Linked DNA regions of Callithrix jacchus: region 2 is linked to region 1. The links are chromatin contacts, called in public Hi-C maps. All regions are on one chromosome and are shown on one strand. Each heading gives the region's core, a stretch centred on a gene start, on an enhancer-like site or on the middle of the called end of the contact. The rest is flanking DNA. Distances are from core to core; before and after follow the strand shown. Region 1 has its middle 74 kb from the start of PPARGC1B. Region 2 overlaps PPARGC1B (PPARG coactivator 1 beta).

What was found. A called contact is a pair of places that touch in the nucleus more often than the background predicts.
Region 2: a contact with region 1 is called in a Hi-C map of induced pluripotent stem cells, with 3 times the contacts expected there. The contact joins two enhancer-like sites. A contact is called at or near these places in 3 of 3 Hi-C or Micro-C datasets (induced pluripotent stem cells and skeletal muscle).

The regions. Positions count from the first base shown.
Region 1 is chr2:48,364,040-48,368,470 of calJac240_pri, reverse strand. No RefSeq gene overlaps it. Among named protein-coding and RNA genes, the nearest start is that of PPARGC1B, 74 kb to the left of the region's middle. Within about 2 kb of position 2,555, at least 2 of the 16 cell types and tissues checked have an H3K27ac peak or open chromatin away from gene starts, as enhancers often do.
Region 2 is chr2:48,537,867-48,542,297 of calJac240_pri, reverse strand. PPARGC1B (PPARG coactivator 1 beta) reads right to left here. Exons shown (of 10, transcript XM_035288355.3): 3 at 1,564-2,686; 4 at 687-723; 5 at 14-78. Among named protein-coding and RNA genes, the nearest start is that of PPARGC1B, 100 kb to the right of the region's middle. Within about 2 kb of position 2,542, at least 2 of the 16 cell types and tissues checked have an H3K27ac peak or open chromatin away from gene starts, as enhancers often do.

The DNA of each region.
Region 1 (4,431 bases), core at 1,306-3,805:
TTTAATAAACCACCACTCTCAGCAGAGGGACCATTCACCTCCTTGTTTATCACACTTGGTAAGTTAGAAATAGTTGAGAACAAGAGTTTGGTTGAGCTCAGTTGTTCTGTTCTTTCAAGCTGGGCTTCCATTAGATCACTTGGGACAACATTTTTAAAAACATCAGGTCAGCGTGGTGGCTCACGTTGTAATCCCAGTGCTTTAGGAGGCCAGGGCAGGAGAACTGCTTGAAGCAGGAGTTTAAGACTAGCCCAAGTGGTCTACAAAAAAAAAAAAAAAATTAAAATATTAGTCTGGCATGGTGGCATGCACCTGTGGTCCCAGCTAGTCAGGAGGCTGAGGTGGGAGGCTCGCCTGAGCCCAGGAGTTTGGGTTATGATTGTACCATTACACTCCAGCCTGGGTGATAGAGTGAGACTTTGTCTCAAAAAAAAAAAAAGCGCTAATGACTGGACCTGGTCCCCCGACTTTTCCTGATAAAATTGGTTGAGAGAGTGGGGCCCACTCTCAACCCAGGGGATTCTGATGGAAGTCAGGGGCCAGATCCACTGGTTTCCATCAGTGTTTTTCAAACTTTAGCATGCATCAGAATTGCCTGTAGGTTTGGACCTGTGAATTTGCCTTTCTAACAAGCTCCCATATGATGATAGTGATGAGGCCAAAGCCAGTCTGGGGAGCTCGCTTTGCTGAGACGGATGGATATGAACCTGAGTGGATCTCTATGGGCTCTTTCCTTCCCAGCATCCTGTCCCCAGCTGGTAGCAGCTTCTGACATGCCTTTGGAGAACTGCCCCTCCTCAACTCTTAGACCAAAAGATATGACACTCACCTACCTCCCGACATCAGAGGCAGGCACATGCTCCAGGTCTGGCCAATCAATAGACTCTATTCCCCGGCTCTACTGAGTGACCAGTTCAGTGATGGGCATATCACTTAATAGAGTCCAGTGAGAGTCAACACTGGGACTTCTGCTGGAGCCCGTGGCGGGTATTAAGTTGGCAAGGTGTGAACACTGCTGGTGGCTGCACTGCCTGGGCACAGGAAGAGCCTGCCTTAAGATGAAACAGGCAAAGGAAAACAGTAGAAGAGGCCGGGCTCCGTGGCTCAAGCCTGTAATCCCAGCACTTTGGGAGGCTGAGGCAGGTGGATCACGAGGTCAACAGATCGAGACCATCCTGGTCAACATGGTGAAAACCCGTCTCTACTAAAAGTACAAAAAATTAACTGGGCATGGTGGTGCGTGCCTGTAATCCCAGCTACTCGGGAGGCTGAGGCAGGAGAATTGCCTGAACCCAGGAGGCGGAGGTTGCGGTGAGCTGAGATCACGCCATTGCACTCCAGCCTGGGTAACAGGAGTGAAACTTCATCTCAAAAAAAAAAAAAAAAACAGCAGAAGAAACTAAGAGAGACGAAGTCTTGATGACACCCTTTCATTCCCTGGATCCAGCCAAGCCTGAGTCTAGATCTAATTTTTCAGGTACATGAACCAATAAATTCCTTTTTTACTTAAGCCAGTTTAAAGTGGGTTTTTCTCATATGCAGCTCAGAGAGCACTGACGATGTGGGACATCTCCAGCACCTTTCCACTCAGAGAGTGTGATTCCAGCTTCTCCTCAGATGCCGCTTCCTGCAGGCAATGACCTTCAACAAGGCCCCAGAACTGAGCAGCAAAACTCTGAAAGGTCACTTAGTCCCATCCCCTCCTTGTTTATGTGGGAAGACCCAGGGCCTAAGAGAGGCAAGGACTTGCCTGGAGTCATGCATGCCACAAAGCCAACTGGGATATCAGCCCAGGCTCTGTCAATAAATACACCCATACCGGAGGGGTGATAACAGCAGAGGCAGTGCCAGCCAAGTCTTCTCAAGGGCAGTCCCTGCAGGGACAGGGGCTCACTTCTTTAGCATGAAAAAGAGTCTTATTGACCTTTTCTAAATGTCTCAGTTTCTCTATAACGATTAAAAAACACACTTATAAATGTTGTTACTCTTAATCATAAATGGAGTGTATAGACATGGCAAAAACATTTTCAGGAGGAGCAAAAAGGGAAAATGAAACCCTCCAATAATCTCAGCACCCTGGCTAACATGGCTAACATTTTGGGATTTTGCATATTGTGTGTGTGTGTGTGTGTGTGTTTCTATGAAGATTCATATGAAGCAAGGTGGACATCTGCCTTGAGAGAGGGACCCAAACTATCCTCCTGAAGAATGAACTGGGGCACATAGTTTTTTGGTTTTTGTTTTTTGAGACAGAGTCTCTCGCTGTGTCACCCAGGCTGGAGTGCAATAGCATGAGTTCCACTCACTGTAACCTCTGCCTCCTGGGTTTAAGTGACTCTCCTGCCTCAGCCTCCTGAGTAGCTGTAATTACAGGCATTGCCGCCATGCCCTACTAATTTTTATATCTCTAGTAGAGACAGGTTTCACTATGTTGATCTGGCTGGTCTTGAACTTCTGACATCAAGTTATCCGCCCCCCTCAGCCCCCAAAGTGGTGGGATTACAGGCATGAGCCACTGCAGCTGGCATAAGGGGCACCCCTTGAAGGTGAAAAGGGGAGAGACCTCTTTGATTCTCTCCGGTTTGTCAGACAAGGTTCTACAAGCGCCAGAAGCTAAAGAGAAGGGGTGTTGCTTTTGTTTGAAGACCAGTGGAAACTTACAAAATTGATGAAAGACGTAGGTTAGCAGAAATTAAGGAAACTCTGAAGGGCCAAGAAGCAGGAAGCAGGAAAAGCCGTCACTGCCTTCAACAGGGACATAGGTCAGGATGCTGTAAATGGCCACTCCACAACTGCTATTGCTACAAGGACAATGGCCAGAAACTGTTTCCTTTTCCTTGCAGAGTCAAAGTCCTGGGAAATAGCTTTTTTTTTTCAGAGTTTCATTCTTGTTGCCCAGACTGGAGTGCAATGGCATGGTCTTGACTCACTGCAACCTCTGCCTCCAAGTTCAAGTGATTCTCCTGCCTCAGCCTCCTGAGTAGCTGGGATTACAGGCAGCTGCCGCCACGCCTGGTTAAATTTTGTTGTTGTTGTTGTTGTATTTTTAGTAGAGATGGGGTTTCACCATGTTGACCAGGCTGGTCTCAAACTCTGGAACTCCGGTGATCCACCCACTTAGGTCTCCCAAAGTGCTGGGATTACAGGTGTGAGCCACCACACCCAGCAACAGCATTTTAAATAATGCATTTCCCACTGATTTGCCTAGGAGGTGAGGAGAGGAAGGATTTGACTCCTTTGCCTTCAATTGGAGACCAGCAGTGGGAGGCAGGAGCCAAGAATGACCCCCTTCCCAAGGCTGTGGGGAGAGGAGACACTTTCCCTTCATGGAACTGGGGTGTTTTCTGGAGGAGGAACAGGTGCTGTGCAGCCCCCAACCAAGAACTGCCCACCGGTGCAGCCTGGAAAGAGCAAGAGCTTGGGAGGCTGCTACTTCTAGGAAGAGTTTATAACTAAGTGGGGAAACTAGTCCTAACCTAGCTACCCTAGCACCCTGTTGGCAAATGCGTAAACAATTGTATTTGAGAGTGTGTGTAAATAAATAAAAAGTTGCAACACCAGATGTTCAGTGTGTAATGGAGTGACCGTAGCTATGTGGGAGGTGTCTTCCCTTTCCCGAAGGCCCCTGAGTAACAAACGCAGAACTAGCCACATGGAACATGCCTGGATCAATAAAGCGGTTTCTATAGGGGGTATAGACTGCACCTGGCCTGTGTGGTGTGTGTGTGTGTGTGTGTGGCGTGTGTCTGTGTGGCATGTGTGAGGGTTTGTGTCTGCAGGTGGTACTTTCAGGCGCCAATAGATGTGGTCGGCGGGGACTGCCTCTAGGCAGCAGAGCAGCTTTTTTCAACAGTGCCCTCATGTGGCAGTGCCAGAAACTGCAGGTCACCTAATGAGGATTCCTAGGTTTTTGTCCTTCAGGATATGGGAAATAGCAGTGCCTCTTTGCACTAAGTAACTATCCTAGGCTTATCCTAAGAGGGAGCGTCCCAACTAGAGAAGAGAGGCGTTTTCAGAAAAGGTGGTCCAGGTGTGGCGGCTCAACCCTGTAATTCCACCAACTCAGGAGGCTGTGGTGGGAGGCTGAAGCAGGAGAATCGCTTGAGGCCAGGAGTTCAAGACCAGCCTGGGCAACATAGTAAGCCCCTCATCAATAATAAATAAATAATAATAATTAAAATCAAGAAGATGTGGGCGCTGATCTCAAGATATTAAATTTTAGTAATAAAAAATCATGGGGCAAAGCGTCTTTCTGTGTGAGAACCAATTCGCTAAAATTGCTTGGGTGCCAGTCTCTTACTGATGGCCCTTGAATCCATCTCACAGTTTCCCATCATGCTTGACCATGAGAATATGCACCTGCTTGTCCACTGCCTTGCTCAAGTTTACATATACTAAGTCACTGTCTTTTCCTTGCTAAAGAGGGAGTTT
Region 2 (4,431 bases), core at 1,293-3,792, 170 kb before region 1:
CCCCCTGGCTCACCTGCTGTGCCACAGAGCTCCACCGTCAAGGTCTGCTCAAAGCTCTTCTTGCCAAAAGTAGGGTCGCTGGTGGAGGCAGGGAGGACAGAAAGGAAAGCAGCAAGTCAGCAGTAGTCATCCACCTCCCCGTGCGCAAAAGGGTCACAAAGAGTGCCGACGGGCCCTGGTTCCGCTGCCCATGGAAATGGAGCCTGAGGTGCATTTGCTGTGGGAACCCCCATCCTGGCGGTTAGAGGAATTCAAGCTGCACAGCTCTTTTAGGAGACATGGGCAAGGCTCACTGAAGGGTGAACAGAGGACAAGTGTTGTCAGCCTCCTTATTTTACAGAGGGAGCGACTGAGGCCCAGGAGGAGGAAGGGACTTGCTGAAAGCCACAGGGCCCTGTCAGAAAATAATTCTTTTCAGGGTCCCCAAGAGGACAGGTTGTGAAATGGCCTGAGTCCTTTCCTCTGGCCTGTAAAAGTCAGTTTCTAAAACCCAACTCCCTTCTAAAGGAGCCCAGCTCCTGAGGGTCCCAGATGACAATCAGGGCAGGGGGTGTGGGGCCAGGGCAGGGGGTGTGGGGCCAGGGCCAGGCATGGGGGCTGATGAACTCCCCCCATCACCCCCAACACATACACCCAACAAGACAAAACCTCATGGAATAATACACCAATAGTTTCTAAAAATCTACCTTTGTGACAAGGCCAGCATGAGGCACCTGGGAGAGTCTGAAAAGAAGACAAAGAGAAATAAGATTCCCCAACATGGCATCACCAGCAGATGCTTCCCCTCAGGAGGAGACCCCAGGCCTCCACTGGTGCCAAGCATAGCTGCCCTTTGGGCAGGTGACCAAACGCCTCTGCACTTTCAGGGAAGGGCAGAACAATACAAATCCACCTTCCATCCCAGGTCTCAGCTGGGGGATCTACTTGATTTTGCAGAAAGTACAAACGGGTGCAAGGGTGACCCCTTCTGGTACATGCAGCACTCCACTGCTGTGGGCTCCGGGTACAGACTGCCCTGCATAGGGCTCATCACTAAGTAGCTCTGTGCCTGAGTTTCTGCATCAAAACATGGAGACAATGACAGTACCTACCAGAGAGGCTTCTTGTGAGGACTCAATAGGGACAATCTGTGTTAATCTGAGACCAGTGCCAGCACGGTAAGTAAGCAATGGATAACTGTTAGTTATCATTACTGCTCTTAGCAGTGTTTAAGACTCTAGCTGCATTGTGGAGCTGAATTTATAGACTCATGCTTCTGTCACATTATCCCCAGTGAGTCTTCTTTACGGTACCTACTGCAATTTGGAATTATCTTCCTTTTCTGCTTACTTTGGACTGCCTGCTTAATTTGTTAAGTGGCACCTGGCCCATGCATGATGAAAACTCACAGCTGCATGGATGTTCTTCTGAAGATCCGCTCCAACTAGCCAAAGAAAAGCTGAAAGCCAGAGGGGAAGGGACTTGTCCAACCCCACAGAACACAGGGCTCCTGGCTCCCAGTGCAGAAGGGGCATGCTGCACCCCATCCCTGCCCCCTCCTTGCAGACCACCAACTCTGACTACCTCTGGGAGGGAGCGGCGGGCAGCTGGGGTCCTCATCCGTGTCCCCACACCCACTCTCACAGGGGCTCTCCAGGGCAGGGATCTGGGGTCCCCGTAGGAGATGCTGGTCTTGGCCACTGTCCTCATCCGTGGGGCTGCCCAGCTCCCGCTCTATGTCATAGGCCTTGGGAGCCAGGCGCAGCGAGGGCAGAGCACCCTGGGGCTCCGTGGGGGCCAGTGGCTCATCAGCAAATGTCAGCCAGGGGCCCAGCTCAGGGTTCAGTCTCCGAGAACGCCGCACGGGGCACACGGAGCTCTCTGGCTTCCTCCCCAGCTTCGTCCATGGCAGGCCTCGGCCTGGTCTTTTCCTGCCCCACTCCTCCTCTTCCTCCTCCTCTTTTTCTTCTTCCTCTTCCTCCTCCTCTTCTTCCTCGTCTTCCTCCTCCTCCGGCTGTAGCCTGCTAGGCCGGTGGACCTCCCCTTTCACCTCCAGCCGCAGTGGGCGCAGGCTTGGTCTGGGCCCAGTGCTCTTGGGTGAAGCTGCAATCCTCACCTCCTCCACTGAGGATGGGTGACCAGGGGAGGCCTGGCTGTCTTTGGGGGACCTGGGCCTTGACCGAGGTGTGAGGGAGGCATAGACAGGCGTGGCCAGACGGTAGGGTTTGCTGACATCACAGAGCACGTCTTGAGCCAGAAGTTCCCTCAAAATGGAGAACTCAGCCCAGGAGGCTTTGGAGGGGTGCCGGGGCCGGGATCTGACCTGCTGGGAGGGGTTGCTGCAGGGCTTGGGGGCTGGCTCAGGGGCCTGTGGGGGCAGCTTCCTTTGAGGGAGGCAGTAGGTGTGCATGTAGCGAATGAGTTGCACCATCGCCTGCATGTCTTCCTGGGAAAACTGGGCACCGGGGTCTGCCCTGCCCGGCACTAGGGAGTCCCGGGGAGAGGCTGGAGCTGGCTGGGGGCTCGGGCAGTCCTCACCCGGCTCCTCATCCTCCTTGGCAGGGAGCCGGGGACTCTGGAGGCGTAGTGGCTGCAGACCTCTATCTTGCAGGCAGGACGGCGCCGAGGTGAGGTGCTTATGCAGTTCTGTGCAACTCCGGCTCTGAGACTGCGTGGCGAGAGCCTTCTTGTCTTGGGTGCTGTCCACCTAGAGGGAGAGAGGCCAGAGTGAGGAAGGGGGCCCAAACACTCCTGCATGCCTCAGCCGCATGGCCACTGGCCAGCACAGTATGTCTCACCTGGATCATGGGAACAGCCAAGTTTCCTTCATTCCGTCCCTAGCCTCCCACACAGAGCTGGGCACCTGGCCACGCTCAGTGGATGAGGAATGACCAGCCTCCTAACAGCTCTGAGTCATGGAATTTCACCCTTCCGCATCCTTCCAGATTCACTGACAAAGCCCCACTCTGACCATTGCACCCCACTGCTCCATATCCTTCAACCAAAAGCCAGGCAGTAGATTCATGGTAGCCTGGGGCTGCAGGAAGGACTCCTGCAAATGAGCACTGGGGAATTCTTCTGGGATGATGGAGTTTTTTTGTTTTTGTTTTTGAGACAGAATCTCACTCTGCGCCTAGGCTGGAGTAAAATGGTGCGATGTTGGCTCACTGCAACCTCCACTTCCCAGGTTTAAGTGATTCTCCTGCCTCAGCCTCCCGAGTAGCTGGGATTACAGGCATGTGCCACCACACCCAAGTAATTTTCTGCATTTTTTAGGAAAGACAGGGTTTCACCATGTTGGCCAGGCCAGTCTGGAACTCCTGAGCTCAAGTAATCCACTCGCCTCAGCCTCCCAAAGTGCTAGGATTACAGGCATAAGCTACTGTGCCTGGCCTGAATGATAGATATGTTCTAAAGCTGGATAATGGTCCTAACTGCATGGCTGTTAAGTTTACTAAAAATTATAGAATTGTATTTTACAATAGGTGGCTTTTATGTATGTAAATTGCACCTCAATGAAGTCTAAAAAAACAAAAAGTCGGTAGCTCCTAGTGCCCACAGGATAAAGGGGAGGCTCCCTGGCTGGGGATATGAGGTCCTTTACACTCACACCAGCCAGTCTCTCTCCAGTCTTATTCGTCCCACTTGTCCACAGCGGGGCTTTCCTGCCAGTGGGACTCATCATTTTGCTGGGACTTTCTAGCAATGGCTGTAGGATGTGTCTTACCTCTCTGGGGAGCTTCCTAGGCTCCCAGAGGGCAAAGGGCTGGCTCACAATGGGGCTTGGCTGCTGCCCCCTCAACAGAGTGAGGCACGAGAGGGTGGACCTTTGTTTTGGGGGGGTCAGCCAGGACAAATAGGGAGGGAGCATAGGGACTCATCCCCCAGAGGAGCCCCGGCAAGGGAGAGGCTATCTGAGAGGAAGCTGCTATCTGAGAGGAAGCTGATTCTGCCTCTGAGGATGTAGGATTACATGCAACAGTCCCCAAGAGGAGGGTGCAGGACCCAGGAGAGGAAGGGTCGTGTGTAGCCTTTGGGGGACAGGACCCCTTGGAAACCACCCATTACACCTCTCTTTGTTAGAGCTGGAAGATGAGGCTTAAAGAGGAAAAGGGGTGTTCTTTGACCCTGGATGTCCATGACAGAGCCTTAAACTCTCCAATGGCTCCCTGAGGTGGGGAAAAAAATCCCAACTATTTACTGTGGCCTCTGCAGCCAGGCTGTCCTGTGTTTTGGTCTGTCACACCATTAGAACACAATCCTCCAGAGGCTGGCCATGCTTTCCTCATCCTGGCTCTGACCTGCATTAACACCTACCAGTGTCTGCAACACTGAAGTGTGAGAAAGTCCAGGGCTCCTTCTGGAACCCCAAACTGGGCTGGATCTCCAGAAGCAGTGCCCAGGACACCAGCTACAAGGACTGTGGGATGAGTGGGAAGAGATATTGGTAGT